Linked DNA regions of Sorghum bicolor: region 2 is linked to region 1. The links are chromatin contacts, called in public HiCAR-type maps. All regions are on one chromosome and are shown on one strand. Each heading gives the region's core, a stretch centred on a gene start, on an enhancer-like site or on the middle of the called end of the contact. The rest is flanking DNA. Distances are from core to core; before and after follow the strand shown.

Region 1 (6,731 bases), core at 1,117-3,616:
GTAGACCTGAGATGGTGCCCTAGAAGATCTGGGTACGCACTTAACGAAGTGCTTACGGAAGAGGCGTAAGTGGCGGCTGCGTTCCTGAGCCCAAAAGGGAGCTCAGGAGGTGCCGCTGTCTCTCCTCCATTTGTATGTGGAGGGGGACGAGACGGTGAGGCCCCTTTGTCCCCCTTCTGGGGAGCGGGCGTGGGCCGTGCCTTCCCCTTCGACCGGGGCAGAACAGGAGGTCGTGATGATCCCCTGTTGGTCCAGGGAGCGGAGCTTAATGCCCCGCGAGCCCTTCCTCTAGCGCCTGTCGGGCCAGAGGAACGGGCGATCTGGTGAGGAATTTTCTGGGGGAGGGCCGGACGGACCCTCGCCTCAGTGGTAGGGTTAGAGATGCTGGACCTCTGACGCCCCCGCCGGGCAGCCCCCGCATGGTGCCCCGAGCGCCTCCCACGCACTAGCTGTGGTGGGATCGGCTCAGGACGCGGCTCGGTACCATCACGCGGTGGAAGGAGGACCATGTCATAGCCGGAGCTGAGGGACATGAACTCTAAACTCCCAAACATCATGATGGTGCCGCGCCGAAGTGGGTGAAATCCGTCTGCCATCCAGGCCTTCCCCCAGTAGGAAAAGGTGAATGTCACGCAAAAGGCCCCTACCTGGCGCGCCAACTGTCGGCGTCTAGACTCGTGGTCTAGACACAAACGAGTATAAATATGCGTGACTACCTAAGCCTGGATGGTGATGCAAGTGGAACACAGAGAATTTATACTAGTTCGGGCCAAGAATGCCCTACGTCCAGTGAGATCGGGAGTATGTATAACCTTGCACCCGAAGGTGCTTGTAGTAGGGGGGTACAAGCAGGTTGCGAGAGAGGGCTAAGTCCCAAGTCTCGGCTTTGTGGTGGACAGAGCACTGGTTGCTACTCTGTGAGTGAGTGTGGTGATCGTGTGTCGTGTGTGTGATCCTGGTGGACTTTTTTTGGTTGTGAGCCCTGGCTCTCCTTTTATAGTCTCAAGGGGGCGCAGGATTTTACATGTATGATGGGTGATTTTCCTCTGTTGAGTGGTGAAACTACAGCCCCAGCCCTATTGAAGCTTGCCCATGCCGTCCTTGAGGTATGGTTGACAGTATGGTTACTCTTGTGGAGGGTCGTCGAGGCCTGTTGAAGTCGTGGGGGTCGGATCGGTGGTACTGCAGCTTGTCCTGTTACAGTGGGAGAAGACAGCCAATAGTGATGCTGGTTAATCTCCCCCATTCTTTTTTCACTGTGAGGCGGTACTCCATAGTGAAAGGGGTAAGGTTGTATAGTAAAAGAGGTAAGGCTATAGTGACCAGGGTGGTTGGAATAGTCGCCACCATGCCCTGCTGCGACATGGGAGTCACTACGCCTGTCGCGTCGTAGGTACGGGCGCCGTGCGTCGGAAGCCTCGCCCTGGTCCGGTGGAGCGGCGTTTGGCGCCCGAGTCCTGGTGGGGTCGGGCGAGGCGGTGTCTGCGTCCGAGCCCCTGGGTCGGGCGAGACGAAACTTGCGTCTGAGGCCTTGAGGGGTCGGGCGAGGCGGAACTTGCGTCCGAGGCCCAGGGGGTCGGGCGAGTCGTGGTTTGGATCTGAGGCCCATGAGTCAGATGAGCTGGGGGCCGTGCCCTGGCGATTGTAGTTAATTTGTTTTGTCCTTTGCGTTATTTATTGCTCTGATTTGAGTATTCTTTTTATGGTACCCAACAAGCATGTTCAAAAGCGGGGAGGCCAAGTTCATAGCTACACCTGTTAAACCTCCGCCGCCAGCGCTACGACGCTTTTGTAAAAAACTTTACTGATACGCGAACTTTTTGCGTATTCGAGAAAACAGTTGGTTGGTTTGCACGACGTACGGTTGTGTGTCAACCATCGTGCTAAGTTTTAATTAGTCACCGACTCACCGATCATCCTCGATCTACGTTGGCGCGTCCCTAGCTGCAGCAGCCAGCAGGAATCCATGACACGGGATGATCCCAATCTTGCAGTCAGGGCAAGAGGGCTCTCTGATGGTAGGGTTGGTGTACGTGTTCTTTGGTGGACGAAAGGATAACCCAAGGATCGATGGACGGAGTGGGTTGGTTGACCCAAAACCCAAAGAGAATTTACTGGGTAGCTAGATTGGGTAACAAAATCTGACCTCTACTTAATTATATATATAGGTGCCTGTTTGGATCTAGGGATAAAACTAATTCCAACAATTTTATTGGATTTCGATATTCTGTAAAATTTGTGAATTAAAATTCCTCTAAAATGTTAGGCGTTTGGATGAGATATAACATGATAGTGAGATTTTTGTCTATGTATGATTGAGTGGCTGTGTGTGTATAAATAGATGCGCGTATCTGACCTCCTTCTTGGGTCTCTCCAAGTCTCTCACTGCCTGCTACAGCTGCTTGATAGCTTGGACGCACCGACCACCTGCAGCACCATAACAACCCTGCTTGTCCTCTCTGCTAGCTCCGGCCTGACGCAAAGAATCAAGCGTACGTGATTGGCGATGATGTACGAGTACGATAGCATGGACGGGGCGAGGATCATAGCGTATTTCAAGGGCAAGAGCATCCTCATCACCGGCTCAACAGGCTTTCTTGGGAAGAGTACGTATATATGTTCTCTCCTGCAAATAAACTAGTATAGCTAGGATAGTGTGTAGCTTGGTTTGTGTTGTTCAGTTTATCTTGTGTTTTCATTTACATAATATGCATAGATCGTAAGTGTGGGCGCTTGTACATATATGCATGGATGCAGTTCTTGTGGAGAAGATACTCCGGGTGCAGCCTGATGCCAACAAGATCTACCTTCTTGTACGAGGGAAGGACGCGTCATCTGCAAAGCAACGCGTCCAACAAGAGGTCATTTACTTCACCATGCATGCTTGCACTTCTCTATATTATTGCTTTACAGGCGCCTGTCCGCGCAGTCCTCTCACTCCGGCCGGCCGGTCAGGCTGAAGCGGAAGGGAGTACGTGTTGTTACAATTCTGACACACAGCCATCACTTACAGGATTGGAAATAGATTAGCTAGCATTGCCGGCGTCATTTTCTTTTCAACGAACTCTGCCTTTAATTTCAATATAATTAAGAAGAGAGGTTTTATATGTTTATATATATTATACACAAATGGCAACGACCAAATAAATGTCGGTGAGCAACACGCAGAATTAATGGGAGAGAAAAAACACACAACTCACAAAAATAAAACTCCGCCAAAAGGAGGATCCAACGGCCGGCGAGCTCTTTTATGTAGGTCTAGATTTTCTTTGATCCTTCCAAGCAACATATATGGCATGAGTGCCTTTGAAGATCCACATGGTGTAGATAGCTAGGCCTGCTTTCTTTGGGCCGGCAGTACCAGTCGTTGTTGGGTGTTCTACCACCAATCTGTTATCTGTTAGGGCGTCAAATTAAAGTTTGCATATACCGTACCGTCGGTGGGTCAACCCCTTCAAAGTGCTCCCAAGAGAAAATTTGAATCTAGATGACTGCTTGCGCAAAAGGGCATGCCAAGCAAATGGTGGTAAACCGTTCTGATCTAGTGGCCCGTTCTGATCAAGAGTTTTTTTTATCTATATATTTAATGTTTTATGTATATATCCAAAGATTCGATGTGATGGAAAATCTTAATAAATTTTAGGAACTAAACAAGGCCTTGAGAAAGTAGCATATCTGTAATATAATCTCTGGTAGACGACAGATTTATCATCGACGAGAGAGAGGATTAGATAATTCATCAATCACATCATGTGTTATTTCTGAGTAAAGCTACATTTGAGCATTGGAGTACTTCAGTTTAGGTACAGATGTAAACAAGCCAAGTGATGTAGAGTAGTGACTGACAATAAATCCGCGGTGCGTGCATATGCATGCAGGTGATTGGCACCGAGCTGTTCGGCAAGCTGAGAGAGAAGCACGGGGAAGACGGGTTCCAGCAGTTCATGCAGGAGAAGATAGTTGCCTTGCCTGGGGACATCATCTACGACAACCTGGGACTGGATGCTCCTACGCTGGAGGCTCTGGCCAAGGACATAGACATCATTGTCAACATTGCGGCAACTACCAACTTCTACGAAAGGTTCTTATTAGTGTGTCTTCACAGTAGCTAGCTAGGTCAAATAATAAATTAATAACTGCATGCAACGTTAACATAAATTAATTTTTTATGTGAATTGATTATCTGGAATGAACCGTTGAAATGTTATATTATAGTTTCTGTTTTTTTTTTGTAAAACCAGTAAATGGCTTGATTAGCTACCGCTATAGCTAGCAAAATCTATGTTCTTAGCTGTTGGAGAAGACAACCGCTAGTCTCTTATTGTTTTTAGAAAGGACAGCAAAAGCTTTACGGTAGATGATGTCCCTAGGCAAGGCAACAATGATCTTCTGCAACCAACTGGGATAAAACCCCAAACTGAATGCAACCACTGAAACTGACTGCAACTACCGGACTACTGGAGCACCGCTGGTTCTTGCACGGGGGCAATATATGGCCGCACACGGTACTGAATAATGTCATCCTTAGCCCCTTTTAAAACTGATTTTTTTAATAACTTGTGTAGATATGATGTCTCGTTGGACGTGAACGTGATGGGGGTGAAGCACCTCTGCCACTTCGCTCAGCAGTGCGCCAATCTCAAGATGTTCATGCATGTCTCCACTGGTTAGTAGAACTCCCAATCAATAATGTTCTAAATCTCGGCCGGCTAAAGTATTTAATAGATGGCTTCTCAAACAGCTAAACAGCGGAGTTAAATAAAGCTATAGCAGGCTATAGCTGCTAGATTTTATATATATATATATATATATATATATATATATATATATATATATATATATATATATATATATATATATATATATATATAGAGAGAGAGAGAGAGAGAGAGAGAGAGAGAGAGAGCTGTAGTTTGATCCGTTTCAAATAGCTATAGTCAAGAGGCAGCTGTAAATGGAGATTTAAAACCTTGCTCATCCCAAATTATTCAAGACGAAGCAAGAAGAGAGCGATCGAGGTGAATTAACTTTGCATTGGTCTATATGTTTACAGCATATGTCTGCGGCGACAGGGACGGGCTCCACCTGGAGAAGCCCATCAACCATGGCGAGTCGCTGTGGGAGGGCAGGTACCTCGACGTCGACGCCGAGCTGCAGCTCGTCAGGGAAGCCAAGAAGGAGCTCATCATGGACGACACCAGCGGCGACGAGGCCGCCGGCAGGAAGACGGAGAGGAAGGCGATGAAGGAGCTGGGCATCCAGAGGGCTCGCCACTTTGGTTGGTCCAACACGTACGTCTTCACCAAGGCCATGGGGGAGATGGTGCTGGGGCAGCTCCGCGGCGACATGCCCGTGGTGGTCATGCGCCCCAGCATCATCACCAGCGTGCTGGCGGACCCGCTGCCGGGGTGGATGCAGGGCATGCGCACCATCGACACGCTCATCATCGGCTACGCCAAGCAGAACCTCTCCTGCTTCCTCGGCGACCTCAGCGTCGTCGTGGACGTCGTCCCGGGGGACATGGTGGCCAACGCGATGATGGCGGCCATGGTGGCGCACTCGGAGGAGAAGAGTAGTACTGCGGAGGCGGTGCCGGTGTACCACGTCACCTCGTCGCTGCGCAACCCAGTCACCTACTCCGTCCTGTACGAATCCGGCCGCCGGCACTTCTACCAGAACCCGCGCGTGGGGATGGACGGCAAGGTCATCCCCACCAAGGAGATGCGCTTCTTCCCCACCATCGCGCAGTTCCAGCTCTACATGCTGTTCACATTCAAGCTGCCACTAGAGGTCAGATAATAAGTGACGATACTGTATTAATTATACTCCCTCTAATAATTCAGAATAATTATATAATGTACGTACGTATACATGCTTTTTAAAGATTATATATTGACCAAATACTAGCAACTGACAAAACAATTATTAGACATATAGTATATTAATAGAGAAGAGGCAAGGTCTATGCCATAACAAAGAATTATAAGGTCAAAACAAGAATTATTAGACGCACATGAATAATTAAGGTGGATACGAGTGCAGCCAAACAAATCCTATCTAAATTTATCAATTAATATTTAATCATCTTGTTTTAAAATGTTACTAAGTTTTTTTGTAGAAATTGCTAGCTCTAGTCACACCTTATATATTATAGGCCATGCGTAGGCGTCCTACAAACCTACATTTAGAATCGGAGGGGTAAATAATTAAATGTCTTTACTATATTGTGGTTACTAATAATTGAGTCATCTAGCTGTCTGATTTTGTCTCAATCACTCAAGTGAGCTAATGTGCACTGTAGGTTCTGCATTTGGTGAATCTGCTGCTTTGTGGGCTTTTCTCGCGGCTCTACAACGATCTCAACCGCAAGTATAAGTTTGTGATGCATCTTGTTGACGTCTATGGCCCCTTTGCCTTCTTCAACGGATGGTGATTAATTACATTACCTCCATTATTATATTATATAAAAGGCTAACATTTCCAATATATAATTTTTATTGCCTGGTGATGAAGCTTTGATGACATGAACTTGGAGCGGTTGAGGTTGACAATGGCGATGAAGACCTCTGAAGATCACATGTTCAATTTTGACCCCAAGACAATCGACTGGGACGATTACTTCACTAGAATCCACATCCCTGGTGTTCTCAAGTATTTGTGCAAGTGAAGCCTCCTTTTTTTGAACTACTTTGCTTTCATATTGTAAAAAATAAAAGCTCTTAACAGTCTCG
Region 2 (6,874 bases), core at 645-3,144, 43 kb before region 1:
AGCTTTCTTGTTTGTAGCATTAATGTAGTAGAACTTAATTTCATCTGGCAACTAATTTAATATTTTTTATAGGTAGAAAAATCCAAGGAACATAGTGGCTCTGGCACAAGCTTTGATTAATGCTAGCTAAGTTCGAGCTCACATTGACCACATTAATGGCATAAATGTAGTGGATGCTTAGCTATTGATGAATCCCTTATTTTTTATGCTTATGCCATCAACTATCAAAATTAATTAAGCTAGGAAAAAAATCTAGAAAGCAAAAGCATCAAATATATGCAATATTTTTTTTATGAAAGGGCATCCTATAAATTATCACTAATTCCCAAATTGCAAATATAAAGTTAATACCATCTACTAGTCACTATGAAAAAGAAGTAATTTCAAAGTTCTTTAATGGAGCAAGGGGGAGGAGAAACAAAAAATTGGGGCTTCTATAAAGGTATTGTGTTTCCATGAATTATTTATCCAAAGAATGACTAAATATTAACAAAAACTAAATGTGCCCCATTTGGTTAGAAAATTTAACTCTCATGTCATAATTTGTCTTGTGTTTGTATTGGCAACATTTGAACTCTAATGAGTTGCAATGTGCCATAAATCTAATATATTTGTTTATCAACTATATGGTTATATTATATTTTCTTTAACTAAAGTTTGGTTATTTTAGAAATCCATAACTGACTATAGTGTTTGCTATTATACTCGCATTATATATAGGAAATTCATTCTTGTATCCTTAAGCTCCAATTATGTAGGGAATGTCACGCATAGTCATAGATAATAATGGTAGCATGACTCAATAATGTTTACACCATTCTGATAATTAACTCAATAGTATTCTAATATCTTTTCTTGAGCTAAATTGTTGGTATCTTATTGGTGTGGTGCTAATAACCACTGGAAACCATCGCTAGAGTTTTTCAAAATGCATATATAATTGATTGTGTTATCCCTTTTTAGTTCCTTAACATATGTGACCCTCAGCCACACCATTTGTTACCACATTTTAATAATTCATAGTTTGCCATATATTAGTAACGAGCGGGAATGCAATATCCACTCAACGTCATTATACACTTTATGTGGAATATTCACCATGCTATGCGTTACCGAATTTCAATTATTCATAGTTTGTTGTATATCAGTAACGATAAAAGATGCAACGTACATTATCCTAGGATGCTGTCGGAACATAACGGTGTTACGCCATAAATCAAATAAGAAGATTTGCAATAATCTACAATATATAAATAACTTACCATAGTTAAACTTAAAGCTAAATGTAATAGTTCTTGGTCTTAAACTTATATTAGTCTATTTTATACATAATGTTTATTATTCATAAAGAAGATCTTTACTTGTGTACTCTCCTCTCTCTCTATATATTTGTGTTTGTTCAACACTTAACATTTATCGCCCAATTGTACATTATATTGGTAACTTACAGAACTAGTTAGAGAGACTTTATTCATATAATAATTTTTGACAAGCTAACTACCTCTAATAATTTTTATCTTGACAATGGACAGTACTTATCTTGAAAATCTAATATTAGTAACAATAAACATGTTAGCAATAGAAAAAAATAGACAATTTTTAAATTAAAGATAAATATTTTTTTTCTTGAATAATAATTACCTTTTCTTTGTGCAACGGCTATATTGAAAGTTGCCACCTAACAAATAGGTAGAAGGTAGTAGGTGAGAATTAAGAGTGTTTTGTTCGTAGTAACAAATTGTAGTAGAAATTAATACCATCCAGAAAAAACTACCTGTAAAAATTAAGAGAGGGGAGAAGCAGCCAGTGCAGTGGTTCCAGCTCAACCTCCCTGAGCGCGCTGTGCCGGGAATCGCATTCCCCCCTAAATCGCCTATAAATAGGGCCCCGCCCGCTCCCATCACAATCACCCCTCACTCGCTCTAGTCCCATTCCAAGTCCCCGCTCCCGGATTCCCGACGACGAGCTCGGAGCTCCTCCTCCCCTGCCCCTGTTCGGTGCTCGAAGCAACAGCTGCCGCCATGTCTGCCGCCAACCAGCTCGCCGCGCTCATCCACAACATGTTCGCCACGGTAAGGGTCTCCCTCCGCTGCACGACCGCTGGATTCTCGTATTTCGGCGCCACTCGTGTGGAATTCGGGTTGTGGCTGACGGGATTGCGCTCTGTTTTGGTGCTAGGGTTTGCTTGACGACCAGTTCCAGCAGCTCCAGATGCTGCAGGACCCCAGCGCTCCTAACTTCGTCGCCGAGGTCGTCACGCTCTTCTGCCAGGACGGAGAGCGGATCATCGGAGAGCTGGCCAAGCTGCTGTATGTGTGGTTCCCACTCGTTGTTCTGTTTTCTGTGATCGAATCGTTGCGTTGTGGGGGGATGGATTGAATCTGATTCCTGCAATTTGTTGTTTCTGTGCCTGTGCAGGGACAAGCCCGTCGTGGATTTTGACAGGGTCGACGCCTTTGTGCATCAGCTCAAAGGCAGCAGCGCTAGGTGATTACCTTGTCCATACCCTGTTCTTGAATTGCATGTGTAATGCTAGTAGGAATGTACTTGTTGTGTTTCCACTTCAGCGTGGGAATGGGGTATGCAATGCCATTAAAATGAGGAGGGGGATTTAGATTCGTGCAATGAATGATCTGGCTTGCACAATTAATTCTGTATGCTGATTGGAACGGACCAGTTAAATATCAGTTTTTCACATTCTATTTGGGAACTGTTGCCATTGGTTCGAATTGTTGTGTTCTGCGATGTGGATCTGACACATGTTGTCATATGTGTGCATCAGTGACACAACTTGAAAAGGAAAACTTCAAATTCCCCTGTTTTAAGTTGTGTTTCAAATCCATTTTTGGGAAGGGATTGCCATATATTTTGAGTTGTTTTTCAGATCCGTTTTGGGAGGGTTTTTCATCTATTTTCTCGTTATTGTGACATAAAATGTGAAAAACATGCTCCCCACCACACTAACCAAATAACTCAAGTGGCACTAGTGAACCCTCCCCACTTTTAGTGCTTTAGTTTCATGTTGTACTAGATATGGAATTCACAGCCAAGACACAGCAGTAGTTGCTTGTCTGTAGGGGAAATGGGGGATGCATGTCTTGCCTACCTCAAAATGATTTGGTTTTCATGTTATGTTGTCTGAATTATAAATGAATCGTTTTTATGCATTATATAGTTTTTCCTTATCATGGATGCAGATTTGTTTAGGATTTGTGGATATGAAACACCTATGCTATTGCATTTTGAATAATTGTGTCATGAAAACAAATAGGGGATAGAATAGTCAAGACTTATCAAGGGTCTCAAATGAAAATGTTATGGATTCATCTCTGTTTGTAGAATTCAAAAGTTTCAGTATTTAATGTGGTGCTTGCTAGGTTCTCAAATTTTACAAGGCTTGTACTTGGCTGGCTTGTTAACTCAGATATGGATGATCAAAGTGTTTAATATGTATTTGATTAGTATGCAGTCTGATGATATCTAAGCTTTGGTATTTTCTTTTTCTTCTTTTATTGAATTATTTGTGTGGCTCCTTGATTTGTATATTTGTGCATTTCAGCGTTGGTGCACTGAAGGTTAAGAACACTTGTGTTCAGTTCCGCGAGTTCTGTCAGCAGAGGAGCAAAGATGGGTTAGTACCTAGTTTTTTATATGTTCATGTACTGCTGTTTTTTGTCATTGTCTTATTGATATTTCGGAGCTTCTAATGTTATTACAGTGAAAAATTTGGTTTCTATGATCTTTTTTTTTTTTTTTTGCATAGTTATGAGTTGTGTGTTCTATTCATGAGTTGCCAATGAATATTATATTGTCTGCACAAATCACTGAACTATATCCTTGCCAGGTGCCTGAAGACACTGGAGATGGTGAGGATTAACTTCTATGAGCTGCGTGGCAAGTTTCAGACCATGCTTCAGGTATTACCTTTTGTGATTCAATTCTTCTGAAAATACTATTTTCTGTCCATTGAACTAGACTAGCCTTTTTCAGAGAAAAATCTTCTATTCTGAATCAAATTATGTTAATGGAGTGAGTGCAATTAGTTTCTTTTAGCACATGATTTGGAGAACTACATCTTTAGTTATCCTAACAGAAGTTAGGACTCCAAGAAATCCTAGTGGGAAAACATGTCGGATAGATAATTTTTCATATCTGCATGTTCTTATATCAAGATTCTGTATCCATGTATAGAAATCCTAGTGGGAAAAATGTCTGACAGAATGTTTAGTCCTTTGTTACTCCTTTCTTTGGCCATTATATCTTTATATTGTGATGATGATTTTCCTCTTCTTATCCATGTATAGAAGGACTGATATATGTGTTCTCTGATGCAGCTGGAGTGTCAGGTCAACGGCTTCCCTCCCAACAACTAAACCAAATGGCAGCGCTGAGCTTCATGTCAGGATTATGCATGCACCTTTCAAATCTCAAGACATTCTGAATGAGCTCCTCAATTGGCTTGTGGGAAGCCTGTAATAGCTTAGCAGCAGTAGTAGTGTTAACACCACCGTAGTAGTATCATTGTTGTCGCTCCCAATAATTTCTCTTAGGAATCTGCTCATGGAACCTGGTGGTGAAACAAACTAAAATGCTATGGCTATTGTTTAATTATAATAGGTTGCTGCGTTTGGTAACATGTGCGTGCTGTGTGATGTGCTATGTCTATGTGAAAGTGAGCCTGTCGTTGGACAATGGTTTTATCGATGCAGATTTTTCAGGTTGGTGGCGACGTCAGGGCGTCAGGGGAGGGCAGCAACAGCTAGCATTGAGACTTGGAGATAGCCTGCCCTATCAATGGTTGTTTTGCTTCCCCTTGATTTGTTTTCCCCTAACGTGCTATGCACTTCATTACTCCTTTCCTGGCCATGATCTTTACATGTTCTTCTGATGCAGCTGGAGCGTCAGATCCAGGGCTTTTCCCCCAAGAAGTAATCCAGAGAGGAGGAATTGATGGAGCTGCATCTTGGGATGATGCATACAGTACACCTTTCAGAGTGGCGGCATTAATGGAAACATGCTCAATTAGCTCCTTTGGCTTCTAGCATTGTACCTTCTAGTAAGTCTGTAATAGCTTAGCAGCAAGATTAGCTGTTGACACTTTTGTGTCACTGTAATAGTCATTATCCCAAGTCTATGTGGGGTGGAGAAGCAAAGAATGCTCTGGTTAATACTAAGAGTCTGCCGTGATGTGCTATATGAAAGTGAGCCTCTAAACCTTTGTATCATCTCGATGTACTACTTCGAGGTTTTAATAAACGCTTCCTTTATCAAAAAAAGAAAAAAGAAAAAAAGTAAAAGAAAGTGAGCCTGCTGTTGGTCATAGTCCTGTTTGGATCTTATCAAATTCTACAATCTAGCTTGTAGAAGTTGGGATGGTCTCCAAACATCCACCAACTCCAGAAGTCAGCTTCCACAATCTCAATCTCAAAAGCTAAGGCCTTATTTAATTCGTGAAAAGAAAAGTTTTTGGGTATTGTAGCAAATTTGTAATTATAACAATCATGGACTAATTAGGTTTAGAAGATTCATCTTGCAAAACACATGCAAACTGTGCAATTAGTTATTTTTTATTTATATTTAGTGCTCCATGTATGTGTCTAAACATTAGGATGGAGTGAAAAGTTGGGTGGAAACTAAACAAGGCCTGAATGAACCTGTTCTACCAGGTTATTAAAGTTTGGATGGATCCAAACGTACCTTATATAGTTGTATTATTGTAGCGTTTCATTTCACTGATTTCAGGCTGGTTGCGCGGCGGCAGGTGAGGGGGAGGGGCAGGGCAACCAGAGATTTATCAGTGGCAGAGAGTCCTGGGCGTTTGCATTTGCAGTGTCTTCGGCAATAAAACTTGGGCAGTTGTAACAGTCCTGTGGATGCCAATGAATCACCGATCCATCACTTGGCAACATTGCGTCTGCATTGCACTGAATGGCATTGGCACTGCATTGTGCCTCTCGATCTCTGTCTGGTACGTTGCCAGCTGCCTTGGCCGCTTGCGTAGGCTATAGCAAGCCTGTTGTTCGATGTTGCGTTACATCTACTCCTCTTTGGGTTTGGGAGCCGTGGGCCAAATCCGTGCCCTCATTTTTTGAGTTGGACCACCGCAGCCTTAGGTCTTGTTTGGATGTTGTCGGATTTACCTCAATCCACATGTGTCGGAGTGGATTGAGTGGAATTTAGTTCAAGTTCCACTTCAACCCACCCAATACATATGGATTGATGTGAATTCGACTATATCCAAACAAGGCCTTAGGCTTGTTTGGTTACATCTAATACAACCCAATTCGTATGGGTTGGGTTAATCTCCCATCTTAATCCCTCTACTGAGTTGGATTAGACCGTAGCCAACGAAGCTTTTCATTAGTCCTTAGGCTATACACCTTAGGTTGGTACTTCTTAGAAAGAAAATGAACCGATGGCCTAAGATTGGGGAGGTTGTTAAAAAAGCTGAACACATTATTAGCATTTGTATCTCCTAACATTACAGATCCCAGAATTAGAACACATGACATGCATGACCATTGATAAATCTCCAAACCTATTGTACTCATATGAGTTAGAGCAACATGTGCCCAAGCTCAGTACAAACTTTGATTTCCAGACGAATTGAAATGTATAACATGATCGCTTTGTGTACAGATTAATGCTTCAACCATGCTAGCTGATAGTGAAGTTTGAAATGAATCTAGAATAATTCTTTCTCTTGTACTGAATGAAGGTTCTGAAGCAACCATAGAAACAGGAACGGCTAAAACATCCTTTGCCAACTTAAGACAGTATGGGCTACTTGTTTGAGTTACAATTCCACCACAATATTAAATCAAAATCATATGTAATCTTTTCATGGTTCTCTGTAAGATGATATCTAGATAAT

What was found. HiCAR-type assays count read pairs that join an accessible place to other places.
Region 2: a contact with region 1 is called in a HiCAR-type map of leaf, with 6 times the contacts expected there. The contact joins the promoter of LOC8057993 here to the promoter of LOC8057991 in region 1. A contact is called at or near these places in 2 of 4 Hi-C or Micro-C datasets (leaf and leaf mesophyll) and 1 of 1 datasets of contacts at active chromatin or transcription factors (leaf).

The regions. Positions count from the first base shown.
Region 1 is chr7:60,596,977-60,603,707 of Sorghum_bicolor_NCBIv3, reverse strand. LOC8057991 (fatty acyl-CoA reductase 1) reads left to right here and starts at 2,366. Exons shown (of 7, transcript XM_002445647.2): 1 at 2,366-2,606; 2 at 2,758-2,861; 3 at 3,879-4,081; 4 at 4,566-4,666; 5 at 5,054-5,790; 6 at 6,302-6,429; 7 at 6,514-6,731. The coding sequence starts at 2,507. The coding sequence ends at 6,667.
Region 2 is chr7:60,639,255-60,646,128 of Sorghum_bicolor_NCBIv3, reverse strand. LOC8057993 (histidine-containing phosphotransfer protein 1) reads left to right here and starts at 1,894. Exons shown (of 6, transcript XM_002445649.2): 1 at 1,894-2,072; 2 at 2,179-2,309; 3 at 2,419-2,487; 4 at 3,560-3,631; 5 at 3,845-3,917; 6 at 4,335-4,634. The coding sequence starts at 2,022. The coding sequence ends at 4,373.